2 separate regions of the Ovis aries genome follow, and region 2 is linked to region 1. Evidence: chromatin contacts called from public Hi-C data. All regions are on one chromosome and are shown on one strand. The core of a region is the stretch at or near the end of the contact, and the rest is flanking DNA. Distances in the headings are between cores, read along the strand shown. Region 1 overlaps KLF12 (KLF transcription factor 12). Region 2 holds the start of KLF12 (KLF transcription factor 12).

What was found. A called contact is a pair of places that touch in the nucleus more often than the background predicts.
Region 2: a Hi-C map of hypothalamus shows a contact between it and region 1, with 4 times the contacts expected there. The contact joins the promoter of KLF12 here to the enhancer-like site in region 1. A contact is called at or near these places in 2 of 16 Hi-C or Micro-C datasets (hypothalamus and tail adipose tissue).

Annotation. Positions count from the first base shown.
Region 1 is chr10:49,560,702-49,565,486 of ARS-UI_Ramb_v3.0, forward strand. KLF12 (KLF transcription factor 12) reads right to left here. Exons shown (of 10, transcript XM_060394530.1): 2 at 1-4,785. Among named protein-coding and RNA genes, the nearest start is that of KLF12, 63 kb to the right of the region's middle. Within about 2 kb of position 2,385, at least 8 of the 54 cell types and tissues checked have an H3K27ac peak or open chromatin away from gene starts, as enhancers often do. A contact at or near this core is called in hypothalamus, where this site is marked.
Region 2 is chr10:49,623,858-49,628,642 of ARS-UI_Ramb_v3.0, forward strand. It overlaps KLF12 (KLF transcription factor 12), which reads right to left and starts at 1,931. Exons shown (of 10, transcript XM_060394530.1): 1 at 1-1,931.

The sequences.
Region 1 (4,785 bases), core at 1,135-3,634:
CTCTAAAATAGCGTAGCAACTATAGGGAATCACAGAAGAGATGATCAACACAGTAAGCATGTATTAACAACTACAGAAACATACCACGCTTCCCCTTTTCCTGCTCTCAGGAAGGAAATGCACCATGGGACTGAGTGCAAGGCTGCCTTCTAAGACCAAGTCCTTTAGAGACACACACCTCTCATTTACAGCCCCATCTTCCTCTTCTCTGTCATCTGACTCGACGTTGAGAAAACCTAAAACTCAGTTGCCGGTAGGACCCAGGTGTTTGTGATACATGGAGAAGTGAGACCTCAATCACCGGTCCTAACCAACTCTATCCAGATGACTCAAGCCTGGCTAGATTTTGGGGTGTCCCTGAGCAGAGAAATGAGGAAATCACAAACAATGCTTGGAATGTTCCTGGATATCAAAAAGGCATAATTTCTACAAAGGATCTGAGGCACTGCATAGCAGTACGCCAAGAGGGCTCAGCTGTGATTCTATTCAATTCAACAAATATTTATTATGCATCTTTTGCCAACTCAAATGTAAGAAGGACTCCAAATTGTATTTATATCCTCAGGGTATAAAAGAGTGCTGGAACAGACAGTAGGCACTTAATAAATGTCAAAGGAAAGAAGGAAGGAACTTCCACAAAGCAGACATCTGCTAAGTGCGGAGGGTATGAGCTTCAAAGGTGTTACCTAGTGATTTAATCAGGGTCCCCCTCCAACATTTTAATCTAGCCTTGATTGAATCAGTTCTTTTTCACAGGCTTCAGACAGACAGACAAAAGGGAAATTGTTTTTTAAAAATGTTTTTGATAGCATAAGTCTAAAATATGTTTTAATCCTGGCCACACATGAAAATCTCATGGGAAACTTAAAACTTGCCAGCTACTGGCACCTGGGTACCATGCCAAAATTATCAATTAAATCACAATATCTGAGGAATAAACATACTAGTATTTTTTACACTCATGTGATTCTAAGCTGTATTCATTATTGAGAACTACTGCCCAATAAATAATGCTACATAAGGTTTTCGGCTTGGGACCCACTGGGAATGATAAACTAAAACAGAAATCTAACCATGTGTATGTTTAGAGCTCCTACAGTAAAATATGAAAGGCATTTGTTTAAGCAAACATTGTTCATTTCACCTTCCTGACCAAAACCTTACAAAAACAGGAATAGAGAACCTTAAGTCAGAGAAATAATGAAAAAAAAATTTTTTTTAAGGCTGGGCATATAGTAAAGTTTTTCACCTCAGCACACTGGCAAAAAAAAAAAAACTAAATAGCTGAGAAATAATTACCATATAATTAAAGGATTTCAAACATACGATTCTGACATTAATTTAAAGATTACTTTTTACGTATACTTTTAAAAGCAGCTCTATTCATAACAGCCAAACACTGAAAACCACCCGTATGTCCCTGAACACTTCTACTTTTAAAAGTAGGTTTTCTGTGTTCTAAAATTAATTGTGGTTATTGTTGCACAACTCTGAATATGCTAAATACCACTGAGTTGTATACTTTAAATAGGTGAATTATACGGTATGTGAATTCTAGCTCAATAAATCTCCTTTAAAAAAAGAGAAATAAGTAGGTTTATTTTCTCAGTTATATTAAAAATGTTTTTTTCATAGTTTTATATAGACTATGGGTGTTATACAAAATATTAGTATAAATCTTATTTTCTTTTTTCATATTTTCCTAAAATCAAAGGTACATTCCATACTGAAAGAATTTTGGCTTCAACAGCTTTTAAAAACCAGAGCCTAGAGCAAAAAATTTTAACTCTAAGTTAACACTGCAATACTGAAATTAATGATATCATAACTGGGAGGCAGGGAGTGAAATGTAATGAAGTTATTAGTGAATCACTAAGTGTGATGTTTGCAAATGAAACAGGCCTAAACATCAGAAGACTCAAATCCTAGCTCTGACTAGGATGAGTTTTCTAAGACAAATTACTCAAAGTTTCCTTAAAAATTGTAAGTCAGAAACTCCTTGTAAGAATAAGCTAAAAAGCAATATTTAAGAAACCATCTGAAAATTGTTTGGTGCTTGAACAAACAGTGTTGAAATGATTTTGGCTTTCTTACAAAAAAAGAGAGAGGACAGAGTTCAGAGAAAGACTATGACTTTCTCCAAGAATCTCTCCAATTCTGTTCTCCACCCACTTTTTCCTGTAGCATCATTTAAACTGCCTAAGTTTTTCTTGTCTATGTAATTTCTCATCTCTAAAAGAGAGACATACGTCTTTTAAGCAGTTATTGACCTATAAAGTCCTCTACTCTGAAAATAAATGCAGCTGGTGAAACAAACTGGGGGCTTGCTTCCTTCAGCTGCCTTTTGGACCCAGGACAATACTGTGTGCTTTTATAATAGTGCGATTATATACTGCAAGTGGGTTCTGTTTGTTTGTTCTGTGGTTTTTTGACAAGAGTCCAGACAGCTAGGGGAAAGGGGAAGAGCTAAAAGGAACGTTACTGAAGGACAGAGGAGTTATGATAACCACAAGGGCAGACTGTCACAGCAGTTCTTATCAGGAAGGGTCCATCTTTATGGTAAAGGAATAAGTCCAAAATTCCATGCACAGAACTGTAACTTTCTACAAGAATTAGTCTTCTCTTTCAGAAATCCCACCACAGTGAAGCTCTGCAAATTAATTGCCTCCATTCCAAAAAAAAAAAAAAAAAGTTACACTTATCTCTAACACATGTAATTGGTATCCCCCAAAGATAAAAGCCATATTGTTAAAGAGGCTTTTTCATTTAGAATTAGAAAACACAAATATATAGAAATGTTTCTAAAAACTTTTGGAAACATTACTGAAAACCATTATAAGGCATAATTATAAATGGTCATAAATGTAATACTATTACTTAATTGAATCATCAACTCTTCTGTAAGGATAATTTCTCGTATTAAATTTCCCTCACTGTGTGATGATACGGAAATACACACAACACACATGTGTGAGCTGCTCTCCTGTAATTAACGATGCACTTTTATTCTCTATTATTGTATGGAAAACATTCTGACACAAAATAAATGAAGCATAATCATTCAGAGTAATGATTCGCATGTACTGATTAATGATACCAAATAGCTTTTCTGTTCTTTAAATGAAAACATTTACTCGGAATCATAAGGGCATCCCTAAATTAATGTTTTCTAGGTAATTATTTTTCCTTATGGAAATGATCTATCCTAACCCGCCTGCCAATACAGGAGACATAAGAGATGTGGGTTTGATTCCTGGGTCTGGAAGATTCCCTGGAGGAAGGCATGGCAACCCACTGCAGTATTCCAGCCTGGAGAATCCCATGGGCAGAGAAGCCTGGCGGGCTACAGTCCATAGGATCTCAAAGAGTCAGACAGCACTGAAGCAACTTAGCATGCAGGCACCATCACTGGATACAAATTCCAATTGATTGTAAAATATACAGCTATTTTATGTGTAAGAAAAAAAACTGTCAATTAAACTAGTATATAGTACTAACTTGCCTTGAGAGATGTTTAAAGTGTGTAAAGGACAACTTGGGGGAGAGAGTGTCTAGATATATGGCATTCTATTCCCAAAGTACTCAGTAAATGTCCATTAAATAAACATATTTTAAATGCTGCAACAAAATATTTTCAAATTTTTTAAATTTGAAACAGGCCAGCCACACACACAAAAAATAAACTATGATTTCGCTTATAGGAGACACCAAGAGTAGTCAAATTCAAAAACAGAAAGTAGAATGGCAGTTGCCAGGGACTAGGAGGAGAAGAGAATTATTGTTTATGGGTACAAAGTTTTAGTTTTGAAAAAAGTTCTGAAGATAGTGGTGAGAACTGCACAAAATCTAAATATCCTTGATGCCCAGAACTAAACAAAAGATGGTAAGCTTTATGTGCATTTTATCACAATTAAAAATGACAATAAAAATATCTTCATAAGGAAAAAAAAAAACAGTATGTAAAACACAATCACAAAACAATGAAAATCTTAAACTAGAAAGTACCTAAATGCAACCCAGCCAATATTTTTGAAAAAACACAGTCTTTTCTCAATGAACTAAGTGAGAAAATTTTCTATACTCTAATGATTCCTAAAGCTGGCATGGTTATAGTACCTGAAACACAAAGGTTTGCTGAAATAGTGGTTTACACATTTACTCTACCATCAGAATCACCAGTGAGCTTTTAAAAGACTTCCTAACACCTCACACTCATTAGGATAGCTACTATCCAAATAATAATAATAATAAAATAAAGTTTTGGCAAGGATGTGGAAAAATTGAAACCCTGCACTGTTTGTAAAATGGTACAACTGATACGGAAAACAGTACGACATTTCCTCCAAAAATTAAAAAACTACCATTTGATCCAGCAATCCTACTGCTGGGTATAAATCTAAAAGAACTGAAAACAGTTTAGAGAAGATAGTTGTACACATCACTGCAGCACTATTCACAACAGTCAAGAAGTCAAAGCAACCCAAATAAATGTCCAGTGACAAACAGACACACAAAATGTGGGATACACATCAATGGAATATTATTCAGCCTTGAAAAGGAAAGCCTGTCACGTGCAACAATGCAGGTGAACCTTCAAGGCACTGTGCGAAATCAAACAGGTCAATGACAAATAGACTGCTGGTTACCACAGCCCGAGAAGTGGAAAAAATGGAACGGTGTTTTATTGGATATAGTCTCATTTTTGCACGAAAAAATTCTGGATATCTGTTGCACAAACAATATGAACACATACTACTGAAGTGTATGTTCAAAAATGCTCAGATG
Region 2 (4,785 bases), core at 681-3,180, 63 kb after region 1:
GCCTAAAACAATCCATACAGCGCGACACTTAAACCATCCGTACAGTTAAATTAGAGAGCTGACAATATTAACCACGCGAACTGTTTATCCAGATTACACATTCCGTTGTACTAATACTCTCTAACTCAACACAGTCAGCTTTTACCAGCTGAATTAAGGCTATTACTATTAAAGTATGCAAAACTCGAAGCGCAGGGTGAAGGGGGTTGGGAAGCTGCAGGGCATGTAACAAAGGAATTGGTACTTTTTCCAAGCTTTTGCCCCAAATGCACTTCGAAACTGAACTGTTGAGTGCACCCCACCCTTTTCCCCAAAGATAAAAGTTTTCAAAGTTCTAACAGGCAGTTCTTTGCCCAAGAAAAGCAGGACTGACTCTTCCTGTAGGGAAGCATCTAACGCGAACACCAACTAATGTCGCGGAGGTCAAGTACGAGTCCTCCTCTAAAGGCAAGAAGTGGCTCCCAGGCCGGCTCCGCGGGCTTCCCGCCCGGGTGGCCCTGCAAAGTTGCCCCTTGTCAACTCCGGCCAGGTCCCCCGTAATTGAAAATAACAGCCTCGGGTCAGCCCCCCGGCTACTTCCACAGACCAGGCACTGTAGCAAGTGACAGTTACACATCATTACGACCAGAGACAATAATGAATGTGGCACCGGGACCACTATTCATGCCAGCAGTGTCATCTCCGCTTTAACCCCTTCCCCTCCGCTCTCTCCAGTGCACACCCACAGCCCACACGGCCCGGTGGGGCAGCTCGTCACCCAACTCGCTCTATTCCTGGGGGCAAACTACTTCCACAAGCTCCCCCCCCCCAACCCCCAATTCAGCCCTGGTGTTTTATTTCCCATCCTTGGCAACTGTCAGGCAAACACTGCAAACAACAATTCCACTAGGGATAGAAAAATATTGCTTAATTCAAGCTACTTGATAAGTTCTTTTTAAAAAAATGGGGTGGGGGGGAGAAATCTCCTTTCTTCTCCACGAATCCAACCGACGCTACTTGCTTTGCAAAAGCGTCGCCCTCCCTCTCGCCCCCCCGCCGCCCCGCTTCCCAACACTTTCCCCCTTTAAGAACACAGACCAACCAAAATGACTTAACTTGAGCAGATGACAGAAGAAAAATAAAACACATTAAGAGACTACGGTCTGATCTGGGATGGCACCAGGAAAAAAAAAAAAAAAAGAGGAGGGGGTTGTTTATTTTGATAAGAAACAGAATCGGCACAGACCTGAACAGAAGCTGCAGAGCAGGAGAAATTGTTTTCTTTCCCTCACCCAGAGTCCCCCTCTCTCTCTCTCCCTTTCTCTCGCTCTCACACGCGCGCGCGCACACACTCACGCTCACACACACACACACACACGGCGTCACCCGCGCACACTCACACGCACACTCGCACACGCACGGGCAGAGCCTCTCAGCTGCTCTCTGCAGTTCTCAGGAAATGAATGGGGGGCAACCCAGGGAACTGTTGTACTTGCAAATGACTTACCCGGATCACATGATGCGCTAAATGTAGGGTGGGCCGGTGGGTGGAGGCTGCCGAGACGCGAGCCCGGGTCTAGCGTGGGGAGCCTCGCCAGGCCCGCATCGAATTACCCCGGGGCCCAGCCGAGGGGGTTGCAAGACGCCGCTTCTCCTCCCTTGCAGCCCGCAGCTCAGGAAACCGGAGAGGCGCGGGGGGATGGGGTGGGGAAGGGTGGGGTAGGGTGGGGTGAGTTGGGGGGGCGGGTGGTGAAAACACCAAACCCCCAAACAAAAGAGCTCCGGGTCCTCCTCCCCAGAAACAAAGCCCCGCCGCTGCGGGCGAGCCCCGGGGTGGGGCCGAGGGCGGGGGCGGCGGCGGGGAGGGGCTCGCTCAGCAGGCGCTAAGTCGCTTTATTGCCATAAAATGGGGCCCCCGAGCCGCTCCGCCCGAGGATTAGGAGGCGGGCTCTGAGTGTGATGGTTGAAATCCCCTGTGGGAAACTAACCCCTCCCCGCTCGCAGAGGTAGAAGGCAACACCCACTGCCCGGCCCTCGCCTCGCCGCCCGGGCCGCCGGCTTGGGGGGTGGGTCCGCGGAGCCTCCACCCCGCCCCACCCCGCCCCACCCCTGCCCCCGCCCCCCGGCCTCGGCCGCGCTTCGCGATCACCTGCACCACCTTGCTGCGGCACCCAAAATAACCCACACATGGCCAACACTGCCTTGGGAGCCGCGGGGCGCGAGGGGCCCGCGGGAGGAGCCCCCGATTTCAACTCCTCGGGAGCGGACTCGCGCGGAGCCGCCAGAAAGTCCCCTCTTTTGTGCCAGAGCGCGCTAGGCTGCCTTAGGAAGGGAATTTGGAGACAAATAAAGCGCGGAGCCCGCTCGGCCCACCCCTCCTCCGCCCCCGCCGCTCCCCTCCCGCCCGGGTGGAAACGTGCGGGGAGGGGGCCGGGCGCCCGAGCCGTCCCCGCGGCTCACCCACCAGCTAACTTGGAAAGGTGTGGGCGGAGCCGGCTCCAGCGGCCGGCGGCGGCTCGGGACCGCTCGCGGGGACCGCCCCCGTGGCTCCGGGCATCGCCCGCGCCGGGCAACAATGGGGTCCCGGCCGGGGCGAACGGGCGGGAGGTGCCCTGGGCGCGGGGGCGCACGCGGAGGTGGGGCGCGCGCAGGGCCGGGTGCGGAAGGCGGTGGGGAAATCATTGTTTGGGTTCTCGAGCGACGCAAGTTGCGGGCGAGGCGAGGGCGTCCTCCCGCGCAGCGCTTCACCTTGGCGGGATGAATGGGGGCGAGGCGGAGCCGCACGCCCGGTTCCGGAGCCCCGGGAGATGGGATGCCCGCCCTCGCTCGGAATTTGGGCAGGAAGCGGGAGCTGTAGATACCGGCCAAGGGGCTGCGGGAGAGCGGAGTCCGGCCCTCCCCTCCTCGCTCCCCAGAAGGGAGCCCCGAGAAGCGAGCAGCCCGGAGCTGAGTCCTTGACGCCCTTCCCGAGGGTCCCTCCCTCCTTCGCCGCTTCCGCGCCCCGGAGAGCGGATCGACGAGATTCTGGGGCGGGAGAGAGGGGAGGCGGGCAGCGCGGCCCGGCTCTCCCGCGGCGGCCCAGAGGGCGCGGGGTCAGCGCGGCTGCGAAGGGTCGGCGGGGGCAGGGCGGCGAGCGGACGGAAGCGGGCGCGCTGGGAGCGGAGCGGGCGCGGCGGCGATCGCGTGCGCCACTTTCTTGCAAAGCTGGGTAAGCGCGCTGGGGCGCCCGAGTGGCCGGACACCCCGGCACGGCGCCCCCGAGCCCGCCCTGCGTGGGAAACCACCTCGGCAGTGGGAAGGCCTCGAAGGGGAAGTTTATATTAAGGAGAGAAAGATTTGCAAATGTGGCACGAAGTAGGGGTGGGAAGAGAAACGAGACAGAGGCCGAGAAACAGGAAATGAGACCGAAAGGACGCATTCGAGCCAGGAAAAAGCCCAGTTCTACATTTCGTGTGGCGGTTTTCCAAACACTTCTAGAGGCCCTGTGTGCGTTATTCATGAAAACAAAGGCAGCGCACCGCCTGCTTGTGTTCCATGCCTCCTGCCTCCTCCTGTATGTGAGAATTAGGCAAGGCGGTCCAGCCCGGACGATGATTCCACAGTCCCCTTCTACTTCTCCAGTGGGCCTGCGTCTGAGACACATGAGAGCGGGGGGTCTGTCCTGGTTTTAGGATTTCCAAGAGCCAGTAAGTGAAAGTGGCTGAATAATTGTACCCCAGTCCTTGAGCGAAGCATCCTTAGACTAGGAAAGCATAGGGAGCAGGAAGGTGATGGAAGGCCACATTCTTAGACGTGGATGCGGCCAGGGAATCAGGAACCCCCCAAAGGAAAATGGAACCTGGGGGCTGACGGGCGCTCCTTGGGGCGGGGTCTCTTCCGGGGAAAGCAGGCCAGGACCCCACCCCCTAGCTTGATCCTGGACTCTGGGTAAACAGCCCTTTACATTCCTCTGCATCTGGATAAAAACGTGGTCAAAAGACAAGTTTGAAAACCGATAGTACATCAACAGACACACAGTAATTAATCGGAAAACTTGGCTCTACTAGAAATAGTGCAAAGTTTTCCTCTAGGTGGGGCAGGGAGAGAAGGAGGTGAGTTTAAGAGTGGAAGGATGCTATAAGGAATTATGTCATCGTGACACTCCTACTAGCAGTTCTTGCTCTGAGAGCGCTGCTGCTAACTGCTACTGCTAAGTCGCTTCAGTCGCTGCACTGACCATAAATATATTCTCGAGCAAGTGCTTCTGCACTTGGAAACACATTCCATAACTGCATTTCCTACCTATGGCTCCAGCTGTGGACATGCTAATAGAATGATGGAAGATAGAAAATAACATAGAAGAATCCACACCAGAGGGATAAGAAAAATACAGATAGGTCAAGGTTAATATTTAGAATCTATGTAGTGTGGTTAAAAGAGGGAAGTATACCAAGTATTAGGGGGAAGAAAACTAGCAGATTTTGTTAAATTGAAGTAAGAAAGAATACAAATGTTAAATTAAGGCAACTCCCCAGATATAAAAAGGAAACAGTTTAAGAGGGAGAATCACTTCATTGTGTGAGCTGGGAGTGGAAGAATGAAAACAATGAGAGAATAAAGAAGCAGGATATTTTGGGAGTTAGGGTGCTGGAGACAATTATATGTGAGTGTGTCTGTGTATAGGCGTACATTTCCAATTCATTTCATGTCGTTCCACCTCTGTGCAGAACTTGGGTTTAAACAAAGTGAAAGTGTTAGTCGCTAAGTCATGTCCGACTCTTCAACTCCCCAGACTGTAGCCCACCAGGCTCCTTTGCCCATGGAATT